Regions from separate parts of the Zea mays genome. Here region 1 is linked to region 2. A link is a contact called in public Hi-C data. All regions are on one chromosome and are shown on one strand. The core of a region is the stretch at or near the end of the contact, and the rest is flanking DNA. Distances in the headings are between cores, read along the strand shown.

The links. A called contact is a pair of places that touch in the nucleus more often than the background predicts.
Region 1: a contact with region 2 is called in a Hi-C map of tassel, with 2.4 times the contacts expected there. The contact joins the promoter of LOC100280269 here to the promoter of LOC100277576 in region 2. A contact is called at or near these places in 2 of 25 Hi-C or Micro-C datasets (ear and tassel).

Annotation. Positions count from the first base shown.
Region 1 is chr4:84,747,735-84,753,626 of Zm-B73-REFERENCE-NAM-5.0, reverse strand. LOC100280269 (putative cytochrome P450 superfamily protein) reads left to right here and starts at 2,724. Exons shown (of 3, transcript NM_001153197.2): 1 at 2,724-3,510; 2 at 3,719-4,127; 3 at 4,208-4,816. The coding sequence starts at 3,098. The coding sequence ends at 4,642.
Region 2 is chr4:84,397,018-84,403,309 of Zm-B73-REFERENCE-NAM-5.0, reverse strand. It overlaps LOC100277576, which reads left to right and starts at 4,041. Exons shown (of 2, transcript NM_001151097.1): 1 at 4,041-4,196; 2 at 4,475-5,317. The coding sequence starts at 4,146. The coding sequence ends at 4,975.

The DNA.
Region 1 (5,892 bases), core at 1,475-3,974, 350 kb before region 2:
ATATTTATTTATTTTTATTATTAATTATTACATAAAAATATCGTCACGTGTAAGTTTAACGGGTGCCACGAAGAACGTGACGAGAATGTTTCCCGTTTTTCTCAAACTTTTTTCTCAAACATGTGCTCCACTTTTTTCTCAAACATGACATTTTTTTGGGTGGGTGGGGGTATGGCAAGTATTTCACCAGATTTGCAGTTGCAACCTTGTTTGCTACCAAATTTCACGATGATGCGTTGTCGTGACATTGCAATATATTATCTGCTTCGTCGTAAGCGCTCGTGAAGGACTTTCAAAGTAATAAGATGAAATGTGCCTAGTAAGCAATCTTTTTGTTTTCGAGATGTGTGCTCAGTTGAATAGTTTTGGATGCCAATTGTGAATAAATAAAGGCGCCACTGTCACCTGGGTTGCTCTCGAAGGAATGCATGCACAACTTTCATCTGTCTTAGAAGCCTACGCCCTTTCCGTTTGTCCCTTCTACTGATGCAGCAAAGCACCGACACAGTGGAACAACTCTCAGTCTGATACTCTGTTTTGATCTACAACAAAACTTATTTTGGGGGACGTTAGCTATTAGGTCATGGACGCTGTAAATGGGTCGCTTTTTACCTATTAATAATAAAAATGACAGTTTAGCTTCGATGTCCTATTATTTATCGTTTTAGACAAGGTTTAAGTCAAACTTATAAAATTTTAAATATAAATAACTATTTTATTATGTAGTTTTGAAACATAATGTTTATATACACCGATTTATCTTAACAAGTACTTTTATAAAAGTATAAATGTATTAAGAGTTTGTATTTTAACAAAAATATATTGATCAAAGTTATATTTTAGAGACCGTGTCGCTATCCTAAACGACAACTAATAGTATATCAAAGGTCGTGAGGGTGTAATCTGATTTTTTTTACCTTTAATGCTGAATGAAATAATAATCAGATATTTTTTTACCTGTTACTGATTAATGAAATAATAGGCAGGTTCAAGAGGAAAATGTTGTGTATGTGAAGCATGATATCTAGGTTGCAAATTAGATAGATCCAGAAAATAAAAAATTCACATGTGAAGCTATATATCTAGACACACTATATTCAGATGTATGACTTACTTAATCTGAAAATGTCGGAATGGCTTATAAATCTTTTGAAAGGAGAGTATTGTATGCATGGCATCCTCCTTGGTTTCTGTTCTCACGTGTCCCGGATTAGTAGGCCTGCAGAAGAAGCCTCTGTCTATGTTCAGTGTGAGGTAAAGAGCAGCACTCTGAAGCGAAGAAAACTAACTGCCTGGCATGTGAAGAGGTGCAGTGCATGTTTCACAGAACAGAGGTCCAGGAGCCAAATACATCCGCCTGGCTTGAGTCCTAAGCTGCAGGAGAAACCGAGGGCGGGCTTATCTCAACGGATTCTATAATCCCATCCTCCAGCTTTCAGTTTCGGGTGCATTACTCGCTGAAAAAGACCTTGTGGCCTTTGACCTCTATAAGAGCCCTGTTTCGGAACATATATTATATGGCGCCAATGGCGATGACTGAAAGTGAACTCAGAAAAGAATCAAGTCACACAGAAAAATATTATCTTTGAAGGAACGACTTTACCATGTGCTTACTGCTTACACAACAGACATTTTTTTTTCAACTGCTGAATTCACATTTTTTTTGTTTGCGGTGGACTTCAACCTTTCAGCCTGTTCGTTCCTTTAATCTATACCGGCTTCTACTGTTTCTATAGTGTTTTTGTCTCTATGGATTGCAGCGGTAGCAATCTAAACAGCCGGCTTTGTCTACATGAATTGGCTGCCACGATTCAATTCAAATGTGAGTTGTGAATTCAGATAAAAAGAGGCTTGTTCCTTCTGCAGCTACTAACTGTGGTGATTGAATGAACTAACCAGATATTTGTACCCCCACCCCACTGCATGCTTATCAAGACTCTAATGAAACCCAGAAGCCCAAATCAAGGCACCAACTGAGACGCCTTTTGCCATAAACAATCTGTTCCAGTAATGAAGATATGCTGCCTCTTTTCACCTAGTGGCAGGACTGATTGCCACACCAGTTGTACTTAACTAATGCGGTTATCTTAACCATGCCGGTTTGCCACTTTATGCCCAAGCACTCCCCCCCACTCACTAACGCACCACAAACTAACCCTCAAAATCTACCAAATTGGCCTATGCTTTCCCGTCAAAAGTCGGTCAAAAACTGCTTTCTCGCGCTCAGCTGATCGCCACCACAAACAGATGTGACCAGCGAACAAGAAACTGCAGGTTGTTCGAAACAAGGGCATCGTGTTTGTTTCACAGTTCTGAATTTAAACTGTTTCTTGTGAAATTCACTCCTAGCCTTGTTAGTTGCACATTGGATGTGCCACCTCGTTATATATATATATATATATATATATATATATATATATATATATATATATATATATATATATATATATATATATATATATATATATATATATATATATATATATATATATATATATATATATATATATATATATATATATATATATATATATATATATATATATATATATATATATATATATATATACACACACACACACACACATGCAGGGTGCGCCGGTAGTGGCAGCTGCGAACGGGACAAGGCAAGGGCGCAAGGCCAGCATGGCATTGGGCGTGGTCGGCCTTGTGCTGGCGTCGCCACTCTTGTTCTTGCTGACAAGGGCGGCATGGATCACTGTCTCCTGCTACTACCTCACGCCGGCGAGGATCCGGACGATCCTGGCCGGCCAGGGCGTCCACGGCCCGCCGCCGCGTCTCCTCGTCGGGAACCTCCACGACGTCTCTGCTCTCGTCTCCAGGGCCACCGCCGGTGACATGAGCTGCCTGAGCCACGACATCGTCGGCCGCCTTCTGCCCCATTACGTCCAGTGGTCCAAGATGTACGGTGAGTGGCTCACGATGCATTGCCGGCCGGGCGGTGGGTTCATGGTGCTGATGCTTGTCCGGCGGACCTGACCGGAGCCCGGAGGCTTTATTTGGTTGGCCTTGTGCAGGGAGGCGGTTCGTGTACTGGTACGGGAGCGAGCCACGGGTGTGCGTGACGGACGCGGGCATGGTGCGGGAGCTGCTGTCGTCGAGGCACGCGCACGTCACCGGCAAGTCGTGGCTGCAGCGGCAGGGCGCCAAGCACTTCATCGGCCGCGGCCTGATCATGGCCAACGGCGCCACGTGGTCGCACCAGCGCCACGTGGTTGCGCCGGCGTTCATGGCTGACAGGCTCCGAGGCAGGGTCGGCCACATGGTGGACTGCGCCCGGCGGACGGTGCGCGCGCTGCGGGAGGCGGTGGCGCGGGACGGGAACGAGGTGGAGGTGGGCGCGCACATGGCGAGGCTCGCCGGCGACATCATCGCGTGCACTGAGTTCGACACGACCTACGACACGGGGAAGCGCATCTTCCGGCTCATCGAGGAGCTGCAGCGCCTCACGGCGTGCTCCAGCCGCTATCTCTGGGTCCCTGGCAGCCAGTGAGCACCCCTTCCTTTTATTTTACACTATAACTGAATGCTCTGCTTCTGCCGCGTGCAAACAGAAACAGAGCATCGTCGAGACGACGGTGCCAGTGCACACTAACAAGTGGGACCAGGCCGCCGCACTGAAAAGTGTCACTGGATCCTGCTCGTCAGTGCACACACGCCTTTCATCAGTATACTTATTTATTTTATCAAATTCCAGGTATTTCCCAAGCAAATACAGGCGGGAAATAAAGCGTCTGAACGGGGAGCTGGAGCAGCTGCTCAAGGAGTCCATCCAGCGCAGCCGCGAGATCGCGGACGAGGGCCGGACGCCGTCGTCGGCGTGCGGCATGGGGCTCCTCGGTATGCTGCTGGCCGAGACGGAGAAGAACAGGAACAGGACGAAGTCTAGCAACGGCGAGCTGGGCCTGGGGTACGACGCCCAGACGATGATCGACGAGTGCAAGACATTCTTCTTCGCGGGGCACGAGACGTCGGCGCTGCTCCTCACCTGGGCCATCATGCTGCTCGCCACGAACCCTTCGTGGCAGGACAAGGCGCGCGCCGAGGTAGCGAGTGTCTGCGGCGACGCCCCGCCTACCGCCGACCACCTCCCCAAGCTCACCGTGGTAAGCAAAGCCAACGACTCCGATCCGGCGGTCCACGCCAGCCATTGGCCGGTTGTAACGTACGGCTTCGTGCATGCCAGCTGCAGATGGTGATCAACGAGACGCTCCGGCTGTACCCGCCGGCGACGCTGCTGCCGCGGATGGCGTTCGAGGACATCACTCTCGGCTCCGGCGCCGACGAGCTGCGCGTGCCCAAGGGCGCGTCGCTGTGGATCCCCGTGCTGGCCATCCACCACGACGAGGCCGTGTGGGGAGCGGACGCGCACGAGTTCAGGCCGGACCGGTTCGCGCCCGGGCGGGCCCGGCCGTGGGCGGGCCGCTTCCTGCCGTTCGCGTCGGGCCCCCGCAACTGCGTCGGCCAGGCGTACGCCATGGTCGAGGCCAAGGTTGTGCTGGCCATGCTGCTCGCGAGCTTCCGCTTCGGCATCTCCGACGAGTACCGCCACGCGCCCGTCAACGTGCTCACGCTCCGCGCGCGCCACGGCGTGCCCGTGCGCCTGCTGCCGTTGACGTGACGCGGGCGGCAGTAGGCCTCCCTCGCACTTGGGCTTGTGTTCTTGGTTCTTGAAAATTTTTGGGACATGTGTCTTTTAGTTTGTGCACTTGACTAGATGGCAGTAGCCTGGCATGTAGAAAATAACATAATACTACTTGGTGTCAACGTTTTGTTGGCGGTGTTTTTTTTTGTCACTGAGAAACAATCTTGCATAATGTATGAACAATCCAAAAGTGTAAATCAGTAAATGTCGCTGAGGGCAGACGGCATAGGAAATTCGCCGGAATTGATTTTCCCATTATTATAGGCCCTGTTTGATGGGATGCTGTACTTGATACCGTAGAACATCTCAAAATTGAACCAAACCTTAAAAAGCTGAACCCCATCTCCGTACCAAAACCCACTTGGGCAAATATGTTAGCGATGTCCTATCAACTCTGATAAGTTTGTTTGCGGGACAACTGGCTCGTCCCGATAATTGGAGACAACACTCGGATAGTCCTGTTTCAATCTTTAACTCTGAACCAAACAACTTTATTTAAAGGATCGTCCTATCTCATTTCATTCCGTCATTACAATGAAATGCACAGTAAAAAATTAGCTAAATTTACTAATTTAACTATTTTCTAAAATAGATTTTTTAAAAGATAGGCTAATCCAATAGACTCGGTAAAACCAAAAGAAGAATGGCGAGGGAGAATCTATTGGAGTTGGTTTTCTTTTAATAATAATTAAATTTATCTTTACGAAACAATTTAGATAGTTTTTTTTTGGAATAGCTTACAATGCCGTACAACTGCCGTTTATATTCATAAATTAAGTGAGAGCTTAATCTAGAGTCCTCGACAAAGGAATATATTTTTTCAACAAATCAATAGGCCTACGGGTCACCTACTTAATTAATGGGGTAAAATTTAAACTAATTTCATGAGGCAGGATAGTAGGCAGTGGAAATGGCTCATCAAATTTGTTTAAACTAAATGGCTCATCAAATTTTTTCATGAGACAGGATAGTAGTCACTAAACTAATTTCGAGTTCGATCGATTCCCGACAGCGCCAAACGTCATCCGTTGCGCCTGCAATATCAATCTTAGCATCGGCGGAAGCTAGAGCAGAATCGAGAGCGTGTGTGCTACTTCCTGTCTTCCTACTATAGCTGCATATGATGTTATATGATGTTTCCTAAACAAACATGTATATAATTTAAACGTAACACAATGAAAATGGTGTAGTGAGTTTTTTAAAAGAAACCCACGTAATAATATTTT
Region 2 (6,292 bases), core at 2,792-5,291:
GCCCCTTTGCTCTTTTGTTGAACCCAATACTTGGTCTTTTTATTGGCTAAGTGTGAACCTTTGGCACCTGTATAACTTATACACTAGAGCAAACTAGTTAGTCCAGATATTTGTGTTGGGCAATTCAACCACCAAAATTATTTAGGAACTAGGTGTAAGCCTAATTCCCTTTCACATCTTGTGCTTCCATAGATTCTAATCTTGTTGACCAGGGTCTTGAGCCTGTTGTAGGTTTGTGTTGGCTCTTCTCCCCTGATCATGGCGAATCTCCCTAGCTCGTCTTCCACCAACTCCATTTTGGTGATCATGGTGGCGTCGTTTCCCTCATGAGATATCTTGAGGGTGTCCCAGATTTGCTTTGCATTGTCCAATCCGCTAACCTTGTTGTATTCATCCCTGCATTGTCCAAGCCCGATTTCCCCCGTCGCGACACCGGACACCACGGGTGTCCATGGTGGCGCCCTGATCCGCGACAGCGGCCATTATCGGCGGCGGCACCCACCCAAGTCATCACCCTTGCGCCCTAACCGTCTAGTAATTCACCATGCATAGATCAAGGCAGAGCTAATGGTGAGAGACTTACAAGGTACGATAGATGGTGGAAGGCTGCCCGCGGTGCTGCGACGGAGAGGATCACCGACGAGAAATTCCCGGTGACACCGCGATTTTCTGACTGCCGCAAGTCCCCGGATGCGACCAGCGGACCCAGGCGATTCTACCTGCCCCCTTCAGTCACCCCGAGCGGCACACGGCCGTGAGTTCCCCCCTGGCGGCGCCGCCGAGTCTCTCACTTCGCCCTCCGTTTGACTAGCTCCCCAGGTTTCCTTGGTCGAGGTCTCCGGACTTGGCGTATGGATGCGTACAAGGGAAAAAGAACAGCTGTCACCACTTTATCCAGGGAGCGCCCATGCACCTGATCCGATTTTTGCGCGTGAGCTCAGGGGTTCGGTTACAGCTTGGTTGGAGAAGACTTCGACGAGGCCGGCCCACGCATCAGTCACACATGCCGAGCGACTGACGTTCGGGTCCCACGATCCAGTGTGAGGTGAGAGCGAGCGCGAGAGAGAGGTTGTATCGTGGGTCCCACGCGTCGGCGCCGTTTACTTGATCTCACGGACAAGTGGGCCCCGCATGTCATACCCTGGCACGACGCGGGTGAGACTGCTTCGCGCGCGTGGGCTTGAGAGGGTATTGGGCCAGAAGTGGTTTGGCTGGCCCGTTTAAGTTGGGTTTGTTTTATTCTTTTATTTTATGTTTTTGTTTTCCTTTTAGTTTCAAATTTATAATTTGAATTCAAATATTGCAGCGAAATTTGTACTCAAATTTAATATTCAACTTGAACACACTAGTGGGATGAATTTATTTAATTATGGATTTATTTTGTGTTTTATAGTATTTCTTCCTTCTTTTCCACTTTTAAATTTCTATATTTCAAATTTAGGTTTTAATCCAAATCTTCAACTCATTATTATATTTTTATTAGTGTAATTGTTATTATTATTCAATGCACAAACATACAAACTCCAACGTGATGCATATTTTATTGGATGATTATCCACTTGAAATATGTTTCCTAGTAATTCTCATGAATGAAAAGTACAATACACATAAAGATTTGTTCTTCTCTCTTATATTCCAAAGTTGGTTATTAGGCTGCCTCCAGCAGCATGCGCTAAAGGAGTCGGTACCGTATATTTAGCGTTTCTGGCTGTCTGTAAACCCTCCAACAAGGTCCGCTATTGTGTTCTCTAAAATAGCGGACGACTCTGGCAGCCGCTAGATGTAGAGTGTACTATGCGTTAGGTAGATGTACGTGATGTTCCTTTTGGCTGATACTAGCTCACGTCATGTCCTTTTTTTATTATATTTTGGTTAATGTCGTACTAAATGCGACCAATGGAAACATAAAATCTATTAATACTGTGGCTTTAGAGGACCGGATTTAGGGAACGTTGCTGGAGACTGAGAAGATATAGAGGACATAATCTTTTAGAGTGTACTGTAAAGGACAGAGAATATTTCTTTAGGGGATAAAATTTAGGGGACATTGTTGGAGACAGCCTTACAACTGGTGACTTCGGGCGAGGCGGAGTTCTTCTCGTCGCAGGAGGGAGAGATGGGGCAACCGTGACCGTGCCACTCATGGCACCCCATGCCTCGGGTTAGCAGGTACCTCGGCTCCTTCCTCTCGGGGGTTGTCTTTACTTCTCCTGAGTGCGTTTTTCGGGAGGGATAATCTAGGTACCCTAATTATCACCCTGATGAACACGTTATCGACGTCGGGCATGCTAACAACCTCTGTTAATTGATGATTAATAGAGGTCTAACGTCAGAGGCGGTTGTAATGCCTACCTCCTTTAATTGATTTTGACAGCCTCTATTAAATTTATGTACTAGTGCAAGTATCAAACAACATCTTTTTGTTTGCAACATATCACTTAAATTTAAACATATTATGTTTTGATGGACTAATAAGAGATGTTTATGTTTGTATGAAATTATTGAAGTCTTGGATCATAATAGATATATGCGTTCTCTTCGTTGCCTTTTGTCTAATTATTATATTTCTTGTTCACTTTAAATGAATCTAAATGGTGGTGGTTGATGACCGCTCTTATCTGTACCAAACATTTCCACATCTTTAATAAAATGTTGTCGTAACTGCTAAAACTTCTTATTTATTCCTAATTTATTTCCTGAAATAAATTACAGCAAAACTCGGGACGCAATTTCATGAAGAAAGAAACGTAGTAATCATGTTTCACATATAAATTTGCTCTTCTATTTTAATACCGGCATGAAGTCATCTTTAAAGTAACTTTAGCTTTCTAGAAAAGCAGAAACGAACTGCAGTTTCCTAAAGATATATACGTACATAGTGCTGAAACCGAAAGCTTTTTCCCCATTTGACCACTAGGTCCTAAGACACCAGTGTGAACTTCAAAAGAGATTTGCTTAATAAAGGCTAGTTTGAAAACACCTTTTAGCTAAAATATTTCTATTTTCCTAAAGAAAAATAAACTAATTTTCTTTAGTAAAATAGAAATTATATGGAAAAATAGGGTTTACAAACTAGCTCTAAAAGGTTTTCACGGGAAAGAATAATATCCACAATTTGTTAGAATATTACTATAACAGTAGTTTTTAGCAAAATGGTTCTAGCAAAGTTAGAGTGGTGCATCTGTAAAATAAGACAGTGCCATGAAACAGACAATTTTTTTTTGCAATTCACTATGAAGAATGCCTAAACCCTAATGCCTACCCACCTTTCACAGCTAATTTGCCCTTCTATTTGTATGTCAAAACAAAGCAATCTGTAAAGAGCTCTAGCTGAGTACAACTCATGATAATTTCATAATGTATCCACTCAGTTGAAACCAAGACTCCAAGAGCCTTTCCCACTTACTAATAAATAATATATATGTATATGATAATAATACTACGTTTTGTTTTACGAATTCTATAAAATCCATAATATATATACTAATATTAACGATGCATACTAAGTATAGTTAAATTAATTATGACATATATTTCATATAATAATCGTATTTCAAGATGTAATACTATTTTCTATAAATTTTATACTTAAAAAGTATGACCTACTAAAAAGCAAAAGCAAGACATGCAGTTATTTCGGTGGAGAGGGGGATAGAGCATCCGAGGAGACTACTGTGAAAAAAAACTTATTTTGAAAGAAAAAAAAGAGGGCCAAACCGGAGGTCATCTCGGTCATTTCCTACTGAGAGCCTAAAAGCCAGCGCAGGCCCGGACAAAAGCAAACAAAAACTAGGCGGGGCTGGCGGACGCGTGCAGGCAGAGGCACCCCGTCGCACGCCACGTCACCGATCCGCGTGCTCCCCCGTCCTGCGCCGCCCGATTCTGCCGGCCTGAGAAATCCTGGCCGTTCGTCCGCCCGCCCGCGTCCCACATCTGATCCCGTCTCTCCTCACTCTCCTCCCACAGATGACAGACCCACACACACACACTCTCTCTCTTCGCAGACACAACCAAAAGACCAAGGTGGAAAAATAGTAAAGAAACGGAGCGAGGCTCCTCCGCATTTCTTATCTATCCTGATCCAAACCCTCCGAGGGGGAAACAATTCATTCCGCACGGCATCCGGGAAGGTCTGCGTCGTCGCCATGGCCACCGAGGAAGTCGCCAAGCCGTCCCCGATCCCGCCCTACCCCGAGGTGAGACCCATCTGTCCGGCGTCCGCTTCCTGCGTTGCTTCTTCTCTCTTTTTTCTTTCTTGTTCCGGTGCTGTTCTTGGCGCGGATTCGTTCGTGTGCTGGAGATGTAGCTGGGTTCGGGGGATGCTGCCGCGCTCCATGCGTGCTGCTTGGCGGTTTCTTTCGTTTCCGTTGGACCAAAAATATATAAAAAAATGGATTTTCTCTTTGTGTGCTCGTTGCTGCGGAATGGAGTGAGCTAACCGACGGCGCGTCGTGTTGGTTGGGCGTTCCGGCAGATGATCCTGGCGGCGATCGAGGACTTAGGCGACAAGAGCGGGTCGAACAAGTCGGCCATCTCCAGGTACATCGAGGGCAAGTACGACGGCGACCTGCCGCCCGCGCACGCGTCGCTGCTGGCCGCGCACCTGGCGCGCATGAAGGAGTCGGGTGAGCTGGTCTTCGTCAAGAACAACTACTTCCGCGCCGACGCGCCCGACGCGCCGCCGAAGCGCGGGCGCGGGCGGCCCCCGAAGGCGCGGGACCCCGGCGCGCCGGTGTCGCCGCCATCGGGGCGCGGGCGCGGGCGCCCGCCCAAGCCCAAGGACCCGCTGGACGCCGCCGTGAAGCAGGCCACCGCGGGCATGCCCAGGGCCCGCGGCCGCCCGCCCAAGAAGGCCAAGACCGAGGGCGGCGCGTCCCCGGCCCCCGCCGGCGACGGCTCCACCCCCGTCAAGCGCGGCCGCGGCCGCCCCCCCAAGGTACGCCCCGTCGTGCCCAGCGAGACGGCCGCGGCTTGACGGACGCTGCTGCATGGGGTTAGTGCGTAGCGATTCGTCCCGCCGCCACCGCCGCAGGGTTGATGTTTGTAGGCTTCGTTTTCCTTCATCTAATTGTCGTCGTAGTCGTCGTCGTCGCGCAATTAATTAATGGAGTAAGTAGGAGGATTTGATGTGCTGTGTTCGGTTCAGTTCAGCTCACGGTGCTGTCTTGTTCGTATGTGCTGGATGGATCTGTCTGTTGTAAGCTAAACTAGGGAGGCTGAGTGCTGTGTTGGTCGGTTCATTATTAAGCTGCTAATTTGGATGTGTACAATACATTAGTGGATGATGCTGATGTTCGTGATGTTGATTTGAGGGTTTCATGAACTCTACCATGTCTGATCCGATCGCACTGCTTGATAACGACGCTGTTGTGTGGCTGTTTTAACTGGTAGCGGCGGTGGTGGTTTGACTAGTACTACTGCCCTTGCAGTTGCAGGCACAACGTCAACAGTCACTCACTATAGCGTGGCGTGGCGTCCTGGGTGGGTTTGCTTTGGTTTGTCGTGTAGCTGGTCTGTCGGTCAGCAGTGGCCGCGTGCGTCGTACTTGCTGGATGCTTGGGACTTGGTGCATTTTATGTGACACGTCCAAAGTGCAGCAGGGTGGGTGCAGGCAGCCCGCGCCTGTATTCAAACGAGCCGCAGGGCGAACAGCAATGGACCTTTTCTCAGAAGTTGGTTGTGAATAGAATCTGGTCGCAGAGATAATCTGCTAGACTGAAGAATCTATGTGTTTGACTAGCTGGATTATTATATGTCAGATTCTGCAGTAAATACAACAAAACATCAAAATGTTGTACTAGTCAAAACACATTTGGGTAAAAGCCGACACTTCAAACGAACAGAACTGTAGAGTTGAGCGGTTTTTGGTGGCCACCTGAGAAGTTGAACTAAACGGGACCAATGTCTGCCCCCACCTCTGTCCCTGCTGAAAATACGGGAATTGCTTCTGGCAACAAATGGTCAAAATACTGTTTCCTATACTTTCTACTGTTTTTTGTGGTTTTGTTATAAAGTAGAGTTTTTGAGTACCGTGGACTGAAAATGGGAGCTGCTTTCAATAAGATCGAGGCATGCGCTCGGCACCACTCGATCGTACTGAGGTAGTGGGAGTACTGGACCGCATTCGGGACACGTTTCTGGATATCTTATCAGGGTCGGAAGACGAGCTCACGTCCCTGCCTAGCGAGACGAGATGTGACCCCCGGTCAGGAATGCCTTGCAGCCAATACCATGGGAGATCACTCCCCCACGTGGGGAGCCTTAGCGAGAACTCTCCCAACATCATGGAGCA